3 separate regions of the Mus musculus genome follow, and all the other regions are linked to region 3. Evidence: chromatin contacts called from public Hi-C data. All regions are on one chromosome and are shown on one strand. Each heading gives the region's core, a stretch centred on a gene start, on an enhancer-like site or on the middle of the called end of the contact. The rest is flanking DNA. Distances are from core to core; before and after follow the strand shown.

Region 1 (3,339 bases), core at 150-2,649, 240 kb after region 3:
AAACCTCACATCGCATTGGTCTCTGCATTTCTTCTTATAAACACGGTTTCTATAAACATCCGATCTTCGGGGGAACTGCTTAGCAAACCAAGTGAGGTTGCTCCCATAAGCTCATCCCCATAGATGCTTCCGTACTCTCAAAGCATAGCCACTGTCTTACCACCCTCTCAGCATCCCTGGGATGGAAACCTAAGACTTGCTAAAGGCCTACGGAACATAGCTCCATCCTTCCAGTCCTAACACTCATACCTAGCATATGCCCAGAAGGAATGGAGAGAGAGTGTGTTATTCTTAGGATGAAGACGAACCCTGGGCAGTGTGAGCTGAGCACAAAGGAGAGGAAGTCCTCCCGTGGCAGGAAGTGAGAAGGTAACGCTTGGGAGACGGCTGATTTGGCACCGCTGAGAAAGCCAGGGTGCGGGGCTGCTTATAGGACCACAGGCCAGGGCTGGGTCAGAGGTTCCACATGGCACAGGAGATGTAGCTGTGAGATCACAGAGCGTGGGGCCAGGGCTAAACTCTGGCATAAAGCCCAGAGCCTAAAGCAACTTCTATTCAGTACAAAGGGTCCAAAGCCTCTTCCTGCCTGCCCAGGGAAAAGCAGGAAATATGGACAGACGGATATTAACTTGGACTTTTTCCTGCCATCTCAGAGTCCTAGATAGAGTTCCAAACCTAAGAACCGTCAATAGCATGCTCCTCCTATAACAGAGATACCAGCTAGGTACCTTGCTACAGGACCAGAGGAGCTGAGATAACCCTAAGACTATCCCACTATCGGCCGCACAATCTATGTAAGCACAGAGCCAGAGACATGGAAACCAGAAAGCACGAAGTATGGACTCAGACAGCCTTTCCTCTGGCTGCCCACAAAGGTGGGTCTCTTTAGGGGCTCGGATGATGTGATGAACAGGCTAGCCTCTCAAGCCCTGTATGACACCCACAAGCAACAGAACCTGTAACCTCCCGGTGTAACAGAGCAGAGCATACTCCTGATGCACTTCTGTCTAACATGCTGACTCTGGAGGAGGCATCTAAACCAAGATGGTACCTGTTTTCTACCTAGAGAATTCTCCACAGGGCTCTGGCAGAGCACGGAGGGAGGGTAACAATGGGAAACTCGGCCTGACTCTGAGTTCTAACTAAATATGGTGTCCTACACCGGGCCGGGTGGATGATACAAGAGCCGCTGGCTCCAAGCCACTGGAAAGTGTTCTTCCCAAGAAGGCTGCCTCTCAAGAAGAGGTTGCAAAAGTGAACCAAGCTCTGCCAGAGACTGCATCACCGTCACCATCTCGGGATGGGGGGGGGGGGTGTCTCGGCAATGTGAAAGAGTCCAGGAGGAGCCTTCGGAGAACTCACAAAGATGCCCTGAGGAAGTGCTGGTGTGGGCTGGCTAACAGCAGACAGATGGCAGCCAGCCAAGGTCAGGCAAGAAACAACACCAAGGGAAAGCTCTCTGGCCCTGGTTCCTCTGCATCTTTCCCCTCTCCCTAAGTCTGAAATCCTCGGCACAAGAAAGAGGCAGAAGGGGGTAAAGAGTTCTGGTCCTTTTCCTCTGCCCAATTCTGAAGCCACAGAGAAGGAAGAGCCTCTACCCCTGCAGACTAGTGGAGCTATTAGCCATAAATGCATCCCAGTTGTTGAGATGAGACTGCTCTAAAACCTAGATGTGAGTAGGAACTGAAGCCAGTGAAGATCTTAGCAAAGTCCAGGAACGGGGGTCCTATGGCGTTAATGTGAACACAAGCATCAAAGCTTAGGCGACTTGGGGACCTACACTGAACTTGGTTATTCCACACATGCTGACCTGGTCTTACTGGGATCCTGTGGGGTGAAACTTACAGCACGGGTGTGCTCTAGCACTGAAACTGGGAAGTAAACATGGAAGAGAGTTTCCAGACGGGGGAGAGGATCAAAAATGCCCAGTGGAGTCTGATACAAAGCAGCAACAGCACAATATGTTCAAAATTCAAGGTGCCTCGGACTCTATGGGGCAGAAATAACAGGGCGGGAGGGATCTCCTCAGCGCGTTCATGTCACACAAGGAAATGACGCATAAGCTACAAACATCCATGGACTCAACAGCAGAACTGCTGTTCCCCAAGAGCCAGGCAGGGCTCACAAGACAGCGTGTCCTGAGTGATTGAAAATCGGGAATACGGAGTGGACGCATAAAGAGGAAACACTATATAACAAGTGTGAAAGTGGACCTTTTAGGAACAAAATGTCATTAAAAATAAAAACTTACTCTAAGGCGGGGAAACCTGGTAAATTAGAAGGCAGAGGTGAAGAAGGCACAGTCATAGTAAAGAGAAACAGTGAGACACAGAACATAAAAGAGTGTTTAAGGAAAAAGGAAAATATAGACTGTTGTCTTGGTTTCGGTTTTTGTGGGTTTAGGGGAGAGATTGCAAGGCAGAGCTGTTCCTGAGAAAGGTCTTGCTAAGAATGAAACCCAGGCTGGCCTACAGTTTATAGTCCTCCTGCTCACCCTCCAGAGTGACCAAGATTTCAGGTGTGCACCACCACACCTGGTCAACATACAGTTTCAGGAGAATAAAACCATCTAAGGGGCAGGCAATGTTTGATAAGATAATTACTGAAACCAATTTAGACATTCCACAATATATGTGGCATGGATACACTATATTTTACCCACTAATAAGTATACATTTTATAAGAAAAATAGATAATGGTAGAATTTACCACTTGCCAAGTCCAAGCAGGCTGTTAGCAATGTCTATGTGTTTAATACAACACTATGAAACTGTATTATTACCATGAGGACAAAGACAGTATCTTTTAAAATTTCAGAATAGTACTGACAGCAGACGTTTCATGTAAACGACGGGGTACAGAAAACAGCTATCTTTAAATTGATGTAGAATAATTGGTGACACAGTTATACACCTGCCTAAACCATTATCAGTGTAAATAAGCCTCTGGGCCAGGTAGTTCAGGCCTGTAATCTCAGCTACTAAGGAGGCTAAGACAGGAAGAAGCCAGCTCCAAGTTCAAACCCACCCTGTCTCAAAAAGAAAAAGAAAAAAGGAGGGATATGGGATATGGGGGGGTGTGCTGGGGATATATCTCAGAAGTAGTAGCCACACACACATGCACACACATATACCTGCACACACACAAACCTTCATATATTGGGTATACTGAAGGGGTGTGTGTGTGAGAGAGGGGGTGGATTAAGAAGAATCCAGAAGGAAGAAATACAAGATACAGGAAGTCATCCTCCCTAAGACTTTCTAAGAAGTGGGCGTGATTTCTTAGTCACCACTACTGCAGATCTGAATCAACATCCCTCAGTAGTTTCATACACAAAGC
Region 2 (3,490 bases), core at 757-3,256, 170 kb after region 3:
ATAAAATAAAATAAAATAAAATAAAATGGGAGGGTTTGAGTCTCTTCTTGGAGTCTTAAGCCAATTCTCTGCTTTCTCTCCAGATATTTCTTTTACCCTTTAGGTTAAACTGGTGGAATATCTGAACATTCATTTTTAATAATTGTATTCTGAGCTCTTAAGAAGAAAAAATAAACATAAAATCGTTAGTGTTACTGTCATCAATACTAATATTAATTTTTACAGCTAAGATAATCCGGTCTTGATTCATTGCAACCATATGGTTCTTATTGGACAAGCACATTACTACTTAATTAGAGGACCAAGCGCTCCCGGTGACAAGACTCTGGAAATGCTCATCAGAGCTAACATTACATGAGACAGGACCTCTGGCTCACAGCTAGAAGAGCTGAAATCACCGCAACACTAAGCCTGGGTGGAGGCAAGCATCCCTTTGGCTATTCTACGAGCTCCCATGTGGAGACAGACAGCACATTTACTTTTCCATGCTGAAGTCTGTCCCACATCTGCTTCAGATCCGCACTATTACAGTGATCCACATGCTATCAGTTAGGGCGCTGCTAAACACTAGCAAATGACGCCGGCATTTACATGTTACAACACAACAATAGCTCTTTTCTTGCGTGCAAGTAAAAGCATTATGGCCGCCTGCAGGTTGGGCTTGCTCACCTGAGGGCCACTGTCTTCCCAATTCCCCTACACTATGACTTTCTCCCAGGCCTATCAAGTCCACACAGAACTCCCTCTTGAAGACCCCTATCCTATGTGGTCTAAGGTTCTCACATTCCTACCTATGTCCCACTCAGAACACTGTCTTCCTTATAGCACCTAGGGAAATTTGAAGTTGTCTTACTTAGTTAGGATGTTTGCTTCACTTGTCTTTTCTCTCTTTCTTCATAGTAAATATCCACCTTCTCTATATTGCTCCCCACTGCATGTCTGGCACTTACATTCCAATGAGCATTCAAAAGACATCCACAGGGAAGTGGGGGGAAGGAGTTGAGAGGGTGAGAGAAGCCCAAGGAATTTAAATGATATTCCTGTGGTCACCTACTCAGAAAGTGACAGAAGAGGGCCCCATTGTGGGATTTCCCCACTAGAGGAGCCTGCACACTTTCTTCATTGGCCAGCCATCACTCACTCAGGCCAGACACACTAGAGAGCACATGCTTGCTCAACTGGTGTGGTATCAGCTGTGCCGTCCCATTTGATATCTGGTTGGAATGGCTACTCATGAGAACAGAGGTCCCAGGCTTGGTCTCTCCGGGCCCAGTGTTCTTGGTTCTAAAGTAAGTTCTATTCCATCAGACCCACCTCTGACTTTGGCCAGACAGAGGCAGAACTTATGACCTCATCAGGTCCTCCTACTCCAGCCAGCCTTTGGAGAAGAGGCCAACCAGTTCCTCAGACCCAGGCCAACTCACCCAGTTGAGATATGCCAGGGAAAAGCTATGTGATGTAGACTTGTCCCCCAATGCCAAGGGAACCTCCCCCTGCAAGACAGGACTATCCGAGATCCCTGTCCCTGAGCTGGAGTTAGTGTCACTCTGGCTAGAAAGAGGCAACCAAATACTCCCTGGAAGCCCCTGCATGCCTGTCAAGCTCTCCAGAGCCAGAGGGGCCTGGCAAACAGTGCCAGCTTTCTCTATGCCAGGATACCCATCTGCACCCCGGTCACCTTATCTAGCCTCCAGACCATGGACTGTGTGGGCATCCAGTCCCCCAGCTCCCTTTCTACTGGATATGGAAGGAGGGGAAGCCAAGAGCAGGCCGAGTGGAACTTGAGTCTGCGTCCATTATCCACAGCTAGTAGGCTTCTCATACGCACTTGGCACCCCTGGGGAGTAGGAGCCAGGAGTCTTCTATCTCAACCCCCTAGCTCGCCAACCAGAACATGATGTCTTTAAGTGGTGACTCATGTTTGCAGTGAGAACTGACTAATTATTTTGATCTTCCTGAAGTCACTTGCCTCATTAGTGGATACTCTCCATCCTGGGCCAAGACCCAGCACTGAGGCAGGCTTGGCTTATTTAACGGAACACAGGGCGGGGCAGCCAGGCCTGTCCTCTCTATAAGTTGTGCATCAGTTCCAAGCTTTCTCTCTAAAGTGGGTGTTTCTCCTGAGGGCTTTGTCCCCAATATGAGGAAGAAACTCCTTTCCAAAGGCCCTTTTCCTGAAGCCCTGTTTAAAAGGCTGAGACTGAGCAAAAGAACCAGCTCCAAAAATGCAAAGACTCCTGAAATGATTCAGCCTTGCACAGACAAAAGTCAGGGCAGAACCAGAGACATAACTGCCAATCACAGCTGGGCCTGGGCTTCCATTTCCTAAGCATCTACTATACCCAAACATAATGCAAAGTGCTTGAGACAAAGGGACAAGAAAGCAAGCCTCGCCGGGCGTCGTGGCACACGCCTTTAATCCCAGCACTTGGGAGGCAGAGGCAGGTGGATTTCTGAGTTCAAGGCCAGCCTGGTCTACAGAGTGAGTTCTAGGACAGCCAGGGCTATACAGAGAAAGCCTGTCTCAAAAAAAAAAAACAAAACAAAACAAAAAAAAAAAAACAAAAACAAAAAACAAAACAAACAAACAAACAAAAACCCAGAAAGCAAGCTTTAACTCTACAAAAGCCTGGATGGGAGACTTCCTGCACCCTCCCTCCCACCTGCATTCTTCTGGGTCTCTCTCCCTCTCCCTAATCCCAGGAATCCACACACATGGGGCTCCGTGAGCAAGTGTCTGTTTCCTCAGTGCCCTTCCCCCAGTATACTGAGCAGTTTGTCAAAGCCAGGAAACAGTGCCTGGATCTGTAGGGGCTCTGAAAGGGCAAATGCGAAGGCAAGGGAACAAGAGAGCAACTTGGAAGAGATCTCAGAGCACAAGGAGAGGGTGGTCCAAGCAGAGGTCTGACTCCCTCCAGAACCACCAGGTTAGCAGATGTGTGCTGTGAGTGAACTTGAACATCCTATGCCACGGGCCCATTCTCCCACTTCTTGGTATTTTCACAAAGATCTAAGAAAATGGCCATTATGGAAACAGCAGACTGTGTAGAAAGGCAGACAGAAAATACTTAGCCTCAGGCTTCCCAAGAATAAGGAGCCTACCCTACCCAGCCAGCTGCCTTGTGAAGAACAGGACCATGGTACCTATGTCAAACTAGATGGATATTAGAGATACATTTTTAAACCATGTAAGAGCTCACTTAGTCAGCTCTAAAAAAGATGACATTTATGGAAGTAAAAACACAAAAAGGTAATTCACAAGACACCACCCTGGGCCTTGCCTTCATGGAGGGAAACACTGGCTTACATGTGTGTTAGCAGCAGTTCAGAGGGACCGTGTCACTGCCCCCACAGCCCCCATGTTAGCGTGAGCTGCTACTTTCCAAGGCAGCATCCCAGCTCTTTAAGCAGCCAAAGCCTGAACTGCCACCAAGATGGAGCAGACCAGGGTGTTAAAGACAGCTGGTGACCCTCTAGGCACCCTTCCCTG
Region 3 (3,286 bases), core at 640-3,139:
AGGGGTTAAAAGAGAAGAGGAAAGCAAAGAAGAGAGAAAGCAGAAGCCAGGCACACTACAAGTGGCCAGGGTCAGAGGCAGATGAAGTCAGTGCGCAGTGTGGGAGGCATCCCTCCCCGATGGAGAGGCGTGTTTTATTGCTGACGGTATTTGGAACTTGCAGGATGCAATGACAACTTAAAAAAAAAGAAGACCCACACTTTTATTGGTTTTATTATTACTTTTAAACTCCCCATAGACAACAAGTCCCTAAAGACCATAGAGGACAGGTGCTCCATCAGCCCATCCCCTGGAGGGCCCTTAAACTCATGCATTGGCCTAAATGTGTTAGGCTGGACCACTGGAGCGGGACCAGCATCCTGCGGATAGGTTTATGAAAGGAGTCCTCCATCCCTGGGATATTCTGATAGAAGTGTGAGATTTTAAGGACTGCAGACTAAAGAGGCCAGAGAGAGGCTGCCGAGTCTGTCTATCCATCAAGGCATTCAACCCACCCCGATAGAAGGGCCTATGGTCTTGATTTTGGTAGCTTACTCCTAAGGCCTGGTGTTCCACCACCACCAGGGTGGCTGTGCTATGTCAAACTTACATCTGGAAGGCACAGAAGCCTGAAGAAGGAAGGGCAATAGCATCCTTGATCTACTAAGATGTGTGTGAATGTGTCCTCAAGCCCACGAGTGCACACTACCTATGCAAAGCCATGCACCTTGACCATGTGCATCTCCATATTCCCTCCATTGAAACCACTGGAATCTACACAGGCCACTCATCTATTACACCTGTTTGATTAGGGAACCTTAGGACTATTTCTCATCCTGCCTTCCCATGTAAGAGATGGCGACACTCCCATGCAACATGGGGAGACCCTGTAAGCCACTTTCAGATGGCACACAGAGCTAGAAAGAACTCTAGGAGTCACAGATGGCTTTCCACCTTTGTCCTCACTACTGGTGTGACTTAGGGGCAATTATAAATTGTCTATGAACCTCATTTCAGCCAGCAGCAGAATGGGGCAGAGGTGGCCACGGTTTTAAGTGAGCAGTGTCAGTTGCATGGATAAATGCGTACACGCTGTGCTTCTGAGTCCACAGTGTCAGTTACATGGGCAAAGATAACACTGCCTTTGTGCCCAGCATCCACGGCTGCAGTGAGAAAAGCAGTGTGCTTTTTGAAATGTCCTGGCTGTCACCCCGTAACCAAAATGACAGTTTGATGGATGCTGATAGTGTGAGTGAATAAAACACAGTATCTCTCTTTGGGAGAGACTCCTGAGCCACCTGTGAGCCCGTGAGCCACAAGGGTGGCACACTAAGATGAAATAGGAACAGCAACACTGTCTGAAAAAAAAAAGCCCAGCCTGGGTCCTGAGCCTGGCCAGTATGGTGCCCTCTGTCAGTAGCTTAGGTTACTGATCCCAGACTTCCAGAAAAAAAGAGAAGGAGGGGGAGGAGGAGGAAGGGGAGGAGGAGGAGGAGGAGGAGGAGGAGGAGGGGAAGAAGAAGAAGAAGAAGAAGAAGAAGAAGAAGAAGAAGAAGAAGAAGAAGAAGAAGAAGAAGAAGAAGAAGAAGAAGAAGAACTGAGAAGCAGAAGGCACCCCAGGGAGGGAGGGCACAAAGCACTCATGAAAGTCTTGCTTTCTGTGGAACCTCCAGCTACTGCTCCGGAGCTGAAATGCTAACTATGGGTTCCTAGGACAGCCCATTTAATTTCTCCTTTTGTTGGCTGGATCCCAGCCCTCCCTTCTCCTCCAGGCTCCTCCCCAAATATCTCACCAGCTGTGGAGTTGCCCCACCCCTAATTATTAGCCCAGGGCTGCCAAGCTGCAGCTCCACCCCCGCAGAGGATGGCAGCAGAGCACAGAATGTGACAATGGCAGCAGCAGGTGGCCCTTCAGAAAAGGCCAGATCCCCCTCTCTGTGATTACTGCCATCCATCTGCAGGCAGACAGGCCCTGGGCAACTCTGCTCCTAGGGGGTACTGTCCTCTCTTTGTGGACACAAGTGAGGACAGAAAGGTGAGCTAGGAACACACCCAGCCAGCCATAAAAGGCTGAGCCATCAGTCCAAGACCACGGTAGGTATCCTGGTTAGACCTCAGTGCCAGAGTCTTCAGAGAACACTGAATAGAAGAGTTCAGCCTTCCACGGCTTCCCCGGGGCAGAGGATTCCTGGGACGCGAATGGTCCCTATTGTGACACAAAATGCCAGTGCCTCTTTGCCTGTCACAGAAGGGCAAGGCGACCCCTTTAAGAAGTGACAGGAAACTCCAGCAGTATCCCAGCCATCCCAGTGTATCTGCTTCACTCCGTCCTGTCCCTGAAGTAGCCACCGAGCAACTGCTCGCTCACCTATTGTTGGTTGAGAATGTTGTATATCCCCGCATTGTGCTGTGGGTGGGAGCTACAAGATCTGAGAGGCCTTACCCACTCCGTCCATCTCCAAGCACAGATCTCCTGGGAGCATCATACACGTGACTTTATAGAGACTTTGTGAGCCTGACAAGGAATGCTTTCCTAAACGGAGCTCAGACTTGCCCCAAGTCCCCTGGCCTTCTGATCCGGTGTGTTCTCTACTGTAGAATGCTTTCTGTGGGCACACAGACTCCTCTTCCCCAAGTAACAGCAGGGACTAAGGGGCAGCTGTGGCGGTGGGTTCTCCGTGAGCAATCTTTGCAGTTTCTGTGACGTTTATTAAAACAGCCACTGGAGGAGAGCTCTGTGCTGAGGCGGGTGGTGTGAGGGAATGACCGATACTCTGCTTCCCTGCCTGGTCTGACTCTCCACTCTTCTAGCTTGCTTGTTTATCTCATCCTTCTCTAACAACTTAAGGTTGGTTTAATCTATGGTCCTCCCAGGTGAGAAGGGCCCTGTTTGTCTTCATTCCTCTTAATCTGGTGGCCTGTGCCAATACAATACTCTCTGCAGTGTAGGCAGCTGGAGTCACTACTGAGCCCTGGCCGGCAGTGAGGCCGGGGGAATCTTGTTAATTACAGCTTCACTGGGCTGGTTAGACTCTTGTCAACTTGACACAAGCTAGGGTCATCTGGTAAAAAGGATCTTCAATTGAGAAGAAGGCCTCCATGAGATTAGGCTGTAGGGAAGTTGGTGGGAGACATTTTCATAATGAGTGATTGATGTAGGAGGGTCCCAGCCCAATGTGGGTGGTACTACCTCTGATCAGGTACTCTTGGGGTATGTAAGAAAAACAGGCTGAGAATCAAGTCACAGAGAGAAAACTAGTAAGCAGCACTCCTCCATGGTCTCGGCTTCAGTTCCTGCCGTGGCTTT

What was found. Hi-C and Micro-C count contacts between places; a contact is called where the count stands out from the background.
Region 1: a contact with region 3 is called in a Hi-C map of the N1E-115 cell line, with 2.7 times the contacts expected there. The contact joins two enhancer-like sites. A contact is called at or near these places in 10 of 39 promoter capture datasets (the 3T3-L1 cell line, the HPC-7 cell line, the SN4741 cell line and 6 more), 8 of 484 Hi-C or Micro-C datasets (3T3-L1-derived adipocytes, the N1E-115 cell line, cerebral cortex and 4 more) and 1 of 115 datasets of contacts at active chromatin or transcription factors (embryonic basal ganglia).
Region 2: a contact with region 3 is called in a Hi-C map of the N1E-115 cell line, with 3 times the contacts expected there. The contact joins two enhancer-like sites. A contact is called at or near these places in 2 of 39 promoter capture datasets (the 3T3-L1 cell line and hippocampal neurons) and 3 of 484 Hi-C or Micro-C datasets (the HL-1 cell line, the N1E-115 cell line and trophoblast stem cells).

The regions. Positions count from the first base shown.
Region 1 is chr6:119,088,067-119,091,405 of GRCm38.p6, forward strand. The region is part of intron 1 of Cacna1c (calcium channel, voltage-dependent, L type, alpha 1C subunit); the gene reads right to left. Among named protein-coding and RNA genes, the nearest start is that of Cacna1c, 19 kb to the right of the region's middle. Within about 2 kb of position 1,400, at least 34 of the 459 cell types and tissues checked have an H3K27ac peak or open chromatin away from gene starts, as enhancers often do. A contact at or near this core is called in the N1E-115 cell line, where this site is marked.
Region 2 is chr6:119,017,210-119,020,699 of GRCm38.p6, forward strand. All of the region lies in intron 3 of Cacna1c (calcium channel, voltage-dependent, L type, alpha 1C subunit), which reads right to left. Among named protein-coding and RNA genes, the nearest start is that of Gm50599, 4.3 kb to the left of the region's middle. Within about 2 kb of position 2,007, at least 14 of the 459 cell types and tissues checked have an H3K27ac peak or open chromatin away from gene starts, as enhancers often do. A contact at or near this core is called in the N1E-115 cell line, where this site is marked.
Region 3 is chr6:118,844,207-118,847,492 of GRCm38.p6, forward strand. All of the region lies in intron 3 of Cacna1c (calcium channel, voltage-dependent, L type, alpha 1C subunit), which reads right to left. It overlaps 1700080F18Rik (a long non-coding RNA gene), which reads left to right. Exons shown (of 2, transcript XR_003956354.1): 1 at 1-2,073. Among named protein-coding and RNA genes, the nearest start is that of 1700080F18Rik, 5.3 kb to the left of the region's middle. Within about 2 kb of position 1,890, at least 34 of the 459 cell types and tissues checked have an H3K27ac peak or open chromatin away from gene starts, as enhancers often do. A contact at or near this core is called in the N1E-115 cell line, where this site is marked.